2 separate regions of the Mus musculus genome follow, and region 2 is linked to region 1. A link is a contact called in public Hi-C data. All regions are on one chromosome and are shown on one strand. Each heading gives the region's core, a stretch centred on a gene start, on an enhancer-like site or on the middle of the called end of the contact. The rest is flanking DNA. Distances are from core to core; before and after follow the strand shown. Region 1 overlaps 1700012B07Rik (RIKEN cDNA 1700012B07 gene). Region 2 overlaps Abca5 (ATP-binding cassette, sub-family A (ABC1), member 5).

The links. A called contact is a pair of places that touch in the nucleus more often than the background predicts.
Region 2: a Hi-C map of muscle stem cells shows a contact between it and region 1, with 2.9 times the contacts expected there. The contact joins two enhancer-like sites. A contact is called at or near these places in 6 of 39 promoter capture datasets (the 3T3-L1 cell line, cranial neural crest, hematopoietic stem and progenitor cells and 3 more), 2 of 484 Hi-C or Micro-C datasets (muscle stem cells and nephron progenitors), 1 of 115 datasets of contacts at active chromatin or transcription factors (embryonic stem cells) and 4 of 9 other capture datasets (adipose tissue, embryonic stem cells, liver and 1 more).

Annotation. Positions count from the first base shown.
Region 1 is chr11:109,807,041-109,811,529 of GRCm38.p6, forward strand. All of the region lies in intron 2 of 1700012B07Rik (RIKEN cDNA 1700012B07 gene), which reads right to left. Among named protein-coding and RNA genes, the nearest start is that of Gm11683, 12 kb to the left of the region's middle. Within about 2 kb of position 2,346, at least 6 of the 459 cell types and tissues checked have an H3K27ac peak or open chromatin away from gene starts, as enhancers often do. A contact at or near this core is called in muscle stem cells, where this site is marked.
Region 2 is chr11:110,266,788-110,271,276 of GRCm38.p6, forward strand. It overlaps Abca5 (ATP-binding cassette, sub-family A (ABC1), member 5), which reads right to left. Exons shown (of 39, transcript NM_147219.2): 39 at 2,582-4,489. Among named protein-coding and RNA genes, the nearest start is that of Abca6, 17 kb to the left of the region's middle. Within about 2 kb of position 1,899, at least 92 of the 459 cell types and tissues checked have an H3K27ac peak or open chromatin away from gene starts, as enhancers often do. A contact at or near this core is called in muscle stem cells, where this site is marked.

The DNA of each region.
Region 1 (4,489 bases), core at 1,096-3,595:
TGACCTAAATGATCCAATGTTCCTATGACTATGGTACTACAGGGCAAAGATGAAGGTATTCTGTAGTTAAAAATCCTTATAAGTTAACCCTAAAAGTTCATAGGTTTTCTTTATAGGTTTCTTCGTTCTGCTTATGACATGTTATTTTTAAGGAGTTTTTAAAACACTAAAGAGCAAATAATTCACACATTATGATAGCTGAATGATCCCTCTCTAGAGCTGTAATGGATGTAGACAAGGGATGTAGATGTAGAAAAAGCCAAACACCTCTCTTTCTCAGTACAGATTCTTGGGAATTATCGATGTAGTGTGGGTTGGGGCATAAGTGTGGCACAAATGGAATTTAACCAAGTAACAAGTCACCAAACAAACCTAATAAATATGGCCTTGTCAGAGGCATAACACACCCAAGAACATGCTGCCTTCTGTCTTTGAACACTGAAATCTGAAAATGATAAAGACTTTGGGAAGTAATGAGCCAATCTGCTAGCAAAGCTACGTCCTAGGTCAACAGACAGGGGAGTTGGAACCAAGAGATAGGCGTTCTCCCCATTCCAGTCCTAGCAGACTCTCTGGTTCCAACTCCAGGGTTGGCTGCAGGAGGCAGCAGAGAAAAATGTGGTTCATGAGTGGAGGATGGTGAAGGGGCTAAGGAAAGCAAAACTCCCCTGTCCTTTAGAGCCACATGAAAGGAGGGAACAACTGTCTTTGCAAAGGGTGGACCTAGTTGGGAACATAGGGTTGTTCTAGAATCTCATGTATTATGGGACATACCCATTTGGCTCTAAAAGACAGATGATGGAACTGGTAATGGCAACTTCTGAGAGGTCGGTTTGGGTTTGGATTTAAGGAAAAACCTTCTATCAATATCTTCCATGAATTCGTTGTGCTCCTTGGCCCTGTGACAAACCTGATAGAACTGGAGGGAAGAAGGACTTATTTTGGCTCACACTTTGAAGTGTACAGTCCGCCACAGCGGGGGAAGGCATGGCAGAGTTCTTAGCTTCATGAGTATATGGCTGGTGCTCCTCACATTTCAGGGGAGCAGGAGACAGAGGGAAACTGGTACATGGCAAACTCCATTTTATATCACAGAAGACAAGGTCCCTGAGATCAGAGGCAAACTACCCATCAGCACACAAGCATGCATGTGGAGGATCACTCACTATTCCTGGGTCTATGAAGTGGAAACTTAAGGGTTCTTTGGAAAGTTATTTGGATGGTGTTTTGCAGGGACAAGCATGTGAAGGAATGTATTGTTAACGTGGACACAGGTGTGAAAGGCCGACTTGTGAGGAAATGTTTTGCTGAAGGAGACACAGGATAGAGGATGCTCTGCTAAAAGACATGTAATGAAGGATTCTTTGCTGACAACACGCATGTGTTGGTCTGCCTTACACTGTGTAGTTGAGCTGCATTTGTTGGGATGCCATAGAGAGAAACCGCACCAAAAACTTCTGGTGGTGTGCTGCAGTTTCTTGCCGCTTCCAAGGACTTGGGCTGATTGGATGCACATGCTGAGGCAAAACCTATGCTGAGGCAAGGTCACGTGATGTTTGGAGGGTAAAAATAGGTCTCCAGGGAGTGACGGAGACAGAGCTTGGCTTACTGGTACAGTTAGTTGTACAACACTTGTCTCACATCTTTGCTGATTTTTGCTTCCTTGAGAGAAGCACAGCCAAGAACTTCTCCTGGTGTCCCTCCTAGTCCCTTCTGTTGACTCAGGCTGAGGCTTAACTGTCTCTGCTAGCTAGGTCATGCCACCACTATTGCTAACCTGACTCTACCAAACTGGACTGCTGGTGTATCTGTAAAGTGTTTGTGAGTAGATCCAGCTGCCACTGCCTGCTACCCTGTGAACTGAAGTGCCGATTTCCAAACAACACAAATGGGAGTTTCTCCAAAGAACCTTTGCAGGTCCACTACAGGTCCACTTCCCCTGTATCCTTTCTTTTCCACTACCTCTGATGGGTGGTGGTGTACAAGGGAGGTGAAAGCCTTTACGAACCATTATTAAAAATAAGACATTGAAAAAAATTAAAGTTACAGGTCTATCCACTGCCCTCCTTTTTTTTTTTCAGAGATCTATTCCTTCCCAAAAAACCAGTCATGTTCTGCGAAACAACCCAGACTAAGTGGGCATGTCCCACCAGGATGTGTGGTTATGCAATATTGGCCTGAAAGAGGAGCTTACTCTGAGTCTGGATAAATTGGAGCATTGCTTTTTTGATCTACAGTCTCCAAAGTTTTCCTTGATACTTTCAAGCAGAAGCAGATTCTAAGCAAGGTTTGTGGCATCAGTCACATCCAATACACAGCTTTTGGAGGAGGAGGACTGGGGACTCTTCAATCTGTGTCTCTGCCATTTGTCTGCACATAGATTCCAAAATTACTGTGGAAACCACACATTCCCAAGCAAACCGATTTCTTTTTCAAACATTCCTGGCTCTGACTCTGTCTCTCTGTCTGTCTTTCTTACACACATACATACACATACATGCCCATGCACACACTACAATTCCATTTGAAATACTAACATCTCCGTGTCAGTCAATGGAAGCCGATCTTGTTTCTGCAGCTCATTAGCTCAAAAACCAGCAAGGCTGCCCAGCCCCCACTCCTCCTCCTCCACACTATGTCGGGCTTGGGAGATGAAGTGAGAGTAAGTTGACAGACACAGAAACCTGCTTGGCTCTGGCAAAAGCATCTGTTGGAAACTTGCTCTGTGATTTCCTGAACACTTTGGGTCAGAAGTGGGAGGGCACCCTGAGATGTTAGAAAATTCTAGTTGCTTTGATGTGGGAGGTAAATAACAAACACACAGACGGACTTGAAAGAAGTATGGTGAGTGGGTTCTGAACTCAGGCTCAAGGATAAACATTTCCCAAACATTCCTTGCTCAGAGCTTGAGAGCTAATAGCTGCCTGAGAAAATTTACTTGGCCCAGATGGGACCACCTGCAGATGAGAAGGATGCTCAACACCCCCGCCCCCCAACAGAACTGTTCTCTGCAAAGATAGGATGCCTTGGAGACTGGATAATACATTATCTTCAAGCCTCTGACCATTTTTTAATTGGTTTTATTCTCCAGAATGTTTTCAGTTCTTGGAGCAGTGCCTGACACACAGTAGGTGGTCAGCAAGTATTTGCTGAGTGAAAGACAGAATGTGATTTCCATGTACAGCTCTGTCTGAAGTTCCTGTCACTGTGTTGACTGCATAAAGGATGTGTAGTGTAGAGGTAGGAAAGCTAGGGGGAACTTGGTTCCTGTGGTGGTTTGTATATGCTTGGCCCAGGGAGTGGCCCTATTAGGAGGTCCTGTTGGAGTAGGTGTGTCACTGTGGGTGTGGGCTTAAGACCCTGACCCCTAGCTGCCTGGACGTCAGTCTTCCACTAGCAGCCTTCAGATGAAGGTGTAGAACTCTCAGTTCTGCCTACACCATGCTTTCCTGGATGCTTCCATTCTCTTGCCTTGATGATAATGGACTGAACCTCTGAACCTGTAAGACAGCCCCAATTCAATGTTGTCTTTATAAGACTTGCCTTGGTCATGGTGCCTGTTCACAGCAGTAAAACCCTAAGACAGTCCCTAAACAGAATTGGAGAGAAAGATACACTAGGAAAGCTGGGAGAGAATCAATATGGATGTACATGGCAGTAGAAAAGCTGTGGGGTCCTGGGAGGTCCTTAGAAGGTGACTGATAGGAGATGGATACAACCCTTGATTCGAGCATCACCTTCAAAGCATTGATGATTTCTTGCCTCCTTGGCTTTAAAGCCAAAGCTTTTATCCCAAGATAAAGGATCTCCGCCCCCTTTCCTTTCACTTTTGCTGCAGGTCATCTTTTCTTTGCCTCCCCCGACCCAGTTCTCCTTGAGGACTAAGAAGGAAGGCAGGCTTTGCAGGAGACCCATTTGTTAAGCTCTTCCTAATCAAGGTCAAGCGTTCCTAGCTCTCATGGGCTGGAACGCCACGCCACGGCAACACGGATTTTTCTGGGGACCCAAACTATACATCTTCATAAAGCCTGTGGTGTCTGCATAAAGTGTAACCCATTCTGCTCTCTGTGTGGCTGGGCCCCTGGAGGTCACTGGGAGAATTTGGCAAAAGCATTCTGACAACCTCATCAGCGCTAATGGCTCCGTGTTCAATGACCAGGAGGGCCTTTTGTCTTTCAGATTGTAAGTGAGGTCACAGAGAGCTATCTGCCTCAGAATCAACCCCTGGTTTGTCCCTCTATCTTTGAAGCCTGCATAGAAGACCTGTTATGCATTAGCAAAGAGTTTGACTCCTTTAGCTAAAGAAAGACATAAAAATGTAAAGTCATCATGCCTCTCTGAAGCTCTCTCAGCTCAGGCAGTGTGGGTACCTCCAGGGTGAAACTGCCTTGCCTTTGGTGCTAAAACAATTCTGTGGGTAGATAACAGGTGAAGCTGAGAGCAAGGGAGAAAAGCAGGGAGAAAGGAGAATTTGCCAGAACTCGGGTGT
Region 2 (4,489 bases), core at 649-3,148, 460 kb after region 1:
ATAGAGAAAAGGTAGCGGAGGAGCATGGATCGGCGACAGTGCCCCCCTGGCCAGCCATGGAAATTTGGAAGTGCTGAGTGGGTTTGGCACAGCTACCCATGGGAACCAAGAGAGCTATCTCGGAGCTCTAGAGAGGCAGAGCCAGCGTTGGTGGGAGAGGCCTTGGCAAGGGGAATTATGCGGCCTTGGGCTATGCGCCAATAGCGTGGATTGTTTTTTAGTAATTATACGCAACAGCTTTGTCCTTGTTCCAGATTGGGCAGGCTACCATGCCTTCTGTAGTTTAGCCCTACAATTACACTCAGCTTGTTGATGTCTGACTATTCCCTGCTCCGTGGCTATGCCTCGTGCCTCCTGCCTACCTAGACACCGAGGCACCAGACTCCTTCAATTGCAGCTGTTCCATTCTCTCTCCAAAGTATCTCAGTCTCAAACAGTAGGCCCTCTTCTCAAGATGGTACCTTGCTATACCATTAGATATAAGCAGCAGCATAATGGATTTCTTTTCCAACACTGGCCTGCCATGCAGGAGTCACTGAAATACTGTATCATCTCACTGGATTTATGAATTACCGCCAGTCTTTCAGCAGAGATGCCAAGCTTATCTTCCGTGTGTTATGGCTTTGTCGCCGCAGCCCCCACATCGCCCCTGTAGCTGAGGCTAAGAGATGTTTCCTCTTTCCCCTACATAACCTGTTTATCACTAGCCACAACATGTCATGATTCCCTACATTCTTTCTCTGTATCTTCAAGTAAAGACATTTTGCTACACAACCTTCTTTCTCAGGATCACACCAAGGACGCTTCTGACTGCCACCCTCCAGGCTCCTGTCCCCAGCATGGAACTTGAATGAAGTCAAATATCTTCAAATGGTTAGAAGTTAGATTTCAGACAGTCCAAGAAAATGGCATTGTTTTCTATCACTGTGATCTTGAGTCTCTCACTGTAAGAATTACCAGCTAAATCTTTAAAATGACTCTGTAAGAGAAATAATAAATCTATTTCAAATGCATAAATAATACTGGCTTTACTATAGAAAGTAGCAGTTGAGAAATAAAAAAAAACAAACTGGAGACTGCAGTGACCTCTCTAACAAAGGTGATGCCCCCAAAATCCCTTTTTAAGGGTTTGTTGTTGTTGTTGTTGTTGTTGCCCATCTCTGCCAATCTACCTCCCAGTTTTGTAAGTTATCAATATATTTGCGCTTGAATGAGAAGTGCTGAGATTCCCTGATCACGCGCTGGAGAGCTGGCTCAGAGGTTAAGAGTGCATCTGCCCCTCTAGAGGACTCAAGCTCGGTTCCCAGCTCTCAAACGGAAGCTCACTGCTGGCTGTAACTTCATTCTGGGGATGCTAACTAACATCTTCTGGCCTCTGCTGGCATTGCGTGCACGTGGTGCACACACATACATACAGGCAAAACACTCATTCACATAAAATAAGTAAACAGACAAATAAATAAAATATCCTTCAAGACTATTTTGTAGAATACCTGAAAATTTGGTTTTGTGACTTCGTATGTTTTTGTTGTGAGCCTAGCCTTTAATGGCCCGCCATCTCTCCAGCCCGGTTTTGTGACTTCTTAAAGGCATCAAAAGAGGGACTGAAAACCAGTGATTTACTCCCTGTGTTGAGCCTACAAAACCTATGACGACTGTATTTGTAATCCTTTGCTTTCAGTTTGACAAACGGCTGAGGCTGTCTGCTGGCTTGCTTCACATTTCTTGTCCTTCATGTCTTCTCTTGAGTCCTGTCACTACTCCCCAAACAGACTAGCACTTATGAAGCCAACACACTCAGTAGAATTGAGCCTCTGGTCACCAAGATTGCCTGGCTGGCTCTGCCTCTGCTCAGAAGGCTTTCTTTACCCAACTTCCTTCCTGGATTAGGAAGGTGCCCTCCCACGTAGCCCTCTGCTGCCACCTAGCGGTCAAAGGGTTTATCCACCTTTCCACCTTGTCTATTCCAACGTTGCTCTTGCAAAAGAAATTGGATTTGTTTTAATTTTTCTTCTTCTTTTTTGGGGAGAAGGTCACAAGGGTGGGGTAGATCTGAGAGGACAGGAAAGTGAGTGTTATCAGGTACGTGATGTGAAATGCCAAAACAACTAATAAAAATATTGTTAGAAAAAAACTGGGGCTTTTTCCATATGACAGAAATAAGATATTTTTTAAATGCAAACTTTAATTGTAATACTAAAAATAAAACACTTTTAAATAAATAATTTTGGAATTACCCCATTTCTGGTAATAGTCACCCTCCCCAGCACAGGGCTCTGCATGTAAATGGTAAATGGCTGTTGTAAGTTCTTTTGACTTTCAACTAGACAGAATGAGAAGAATATGTCCAGTGGCTCGCTAAGCAACAAGAGTCTCTTACTTTTTTTCTTGGTTATCTATTGTTGAATTTGAGTATGATTAAACTGCAGTTCCTCCCAATGTTTTCTTATCCCTTCATTTATGTGGGTCCTTAAGGGATATTACCATCTTAGGCACAGAGGACTGCTTCAAGTTTGAATTTAAGTCACACATCTAATTATGAACACTAAATGAATTTTGGTATACAAACTGAAGTCTGTCATAGATTTTTAGCTCTTAAAGTTTATTATTAATAATATAAGCACATTCATTTTTCTTAAAGGGCAGCATTGAGAATTGTACATATAACACATTATGAATAGAAAACAAGTAAATTTTTACCTTATAAGAATAGCTGATACAAAAATAATTCACCTGAGAATAAATTCTCTCACTTTATGTAATATGCTATTTCAAGGGGAAAGATGAGAACTCAATGTTAACAATATTAAAAATACATTAAGAAAAAGCATTTAAAAGCATTTGCTATTTAAAAAAAAAAAAGTCCTGCGTTTTGAATGCTACCTGAAAATGTAAGATGGCATTGTAACAAATGTGAAACGCACGATCGGAATGAGACGCTGAGTGACCAACAAAGAACCGGGAAACCAACACTCACCCTAGTAAAATTAACTGTGCTATTCATTTTCCTAGAAGATATTCTTAAGACTAGTAGCAAAGCATTGTCATATCATAACTGGTTATAAGTATCTATCCTTGTCTTAATAAAATGTAAGATCTTACAGAGCCGAACAGTTCATCCTTCTACCCAAAGAGCCCACTCTGAAACGCAGTCACTGGAAGGTGTGCTTAAAGTATCGAAACATGTTTTAACAGAGAAAACCAAAACTGGCTACAAATAATCTCTGACAAATTAAAGTTTTGGGGGAAAAAAAAGAACCCTGCTTTTTCCTAAGAACAGCATGGAAAGCAGGGAAGAGCCCACAGAAGGCAAACCTCCCAGAACGCTTTCCACTGCTTCCTCCTGACCGGCCCCTCTGCTGCAGACAGCAATGCCTTCAACTCGGCAGAGTCTGCCTTTGTTCTACTCTTACTGTTTGGCCACAGATGGAAAATATAAGGCAGGAAGGTGACGCTGCAGTTTGTTTTCATTTGTTGCTAACAAATACACTTGTTTCTTTACCTGTATTGAAAAGAAACAAAGTTCTGAAAGCAATAATTTAAGATAATTTAAAATAAATCCATGTATAAAACCAAACTATCCACTGTAATATGAATGAACACACAATATAGAAGACTAGACAGTGCAGTCTCGACTTTCATTCCCTAGGAAAATTATATTTTACACTGAGCACACACTGAGCAATGCTAATAGACAGTGACCAAGTCTATATGAGAAAGAAGGCGATATGGCCTGTGTTCACCATCTCTATGAGACAGTTCTGTCTTAGGAGGGCCAAACGCTTTTAAGACACAAATGAAACCTACCCTTTTCGGTAACTGTCCTAGTAAACTATAAATGCAGCTTGTTTGTTTGTTTTTAAGGGTATGTGTTCTAGGTTACAGAGTTACAAAAATCACATCCCCCCCAAAAAAAGGCCCAAGGTACTTAAATTCTAAAAGATAGCTCTTCAAGTTTACGGCACCATTTAGCAATGACTTGCTGAGAAAATACAATGTGCAATTTATAATTTATCAGCAAAAATAAAGATTTCATCTTAAATACATCTTGACTATATTGGTCATGCAGTAATCATTAATTAAATGATTAATTAAATGTAAGATCCTTAAAGGATCCAAAATTATAATTTGGTATCAGGAGGCAAGCTACTGCCAATGAAACCTTACAAGAACTTGGGGGAGGGGCGTGTCATAAAATCCAAGCAGACTTGTAGGATGGTTCTATTACATTAGAGTACCTCTGAGATACGAGACTACACAGATGCCTTTAGGAAGGTGGAAAGAAACTGTCAAAGCAATAGAGAAAGTTGCCAGCCATGTGCCACCTTGTACTGAGAAAGGAAAACTTGAATTAGCCACTAGTGCCTAAAGTCACACATTTTACTACCCAACAGGACTAAAAGTTCATTAAATCTTCCCAACATTAAATAATTAATAACTTCACTGAAAGCTTGACCATTGAAAGTTGGTAGCAAGCCCTCTGTTCTTG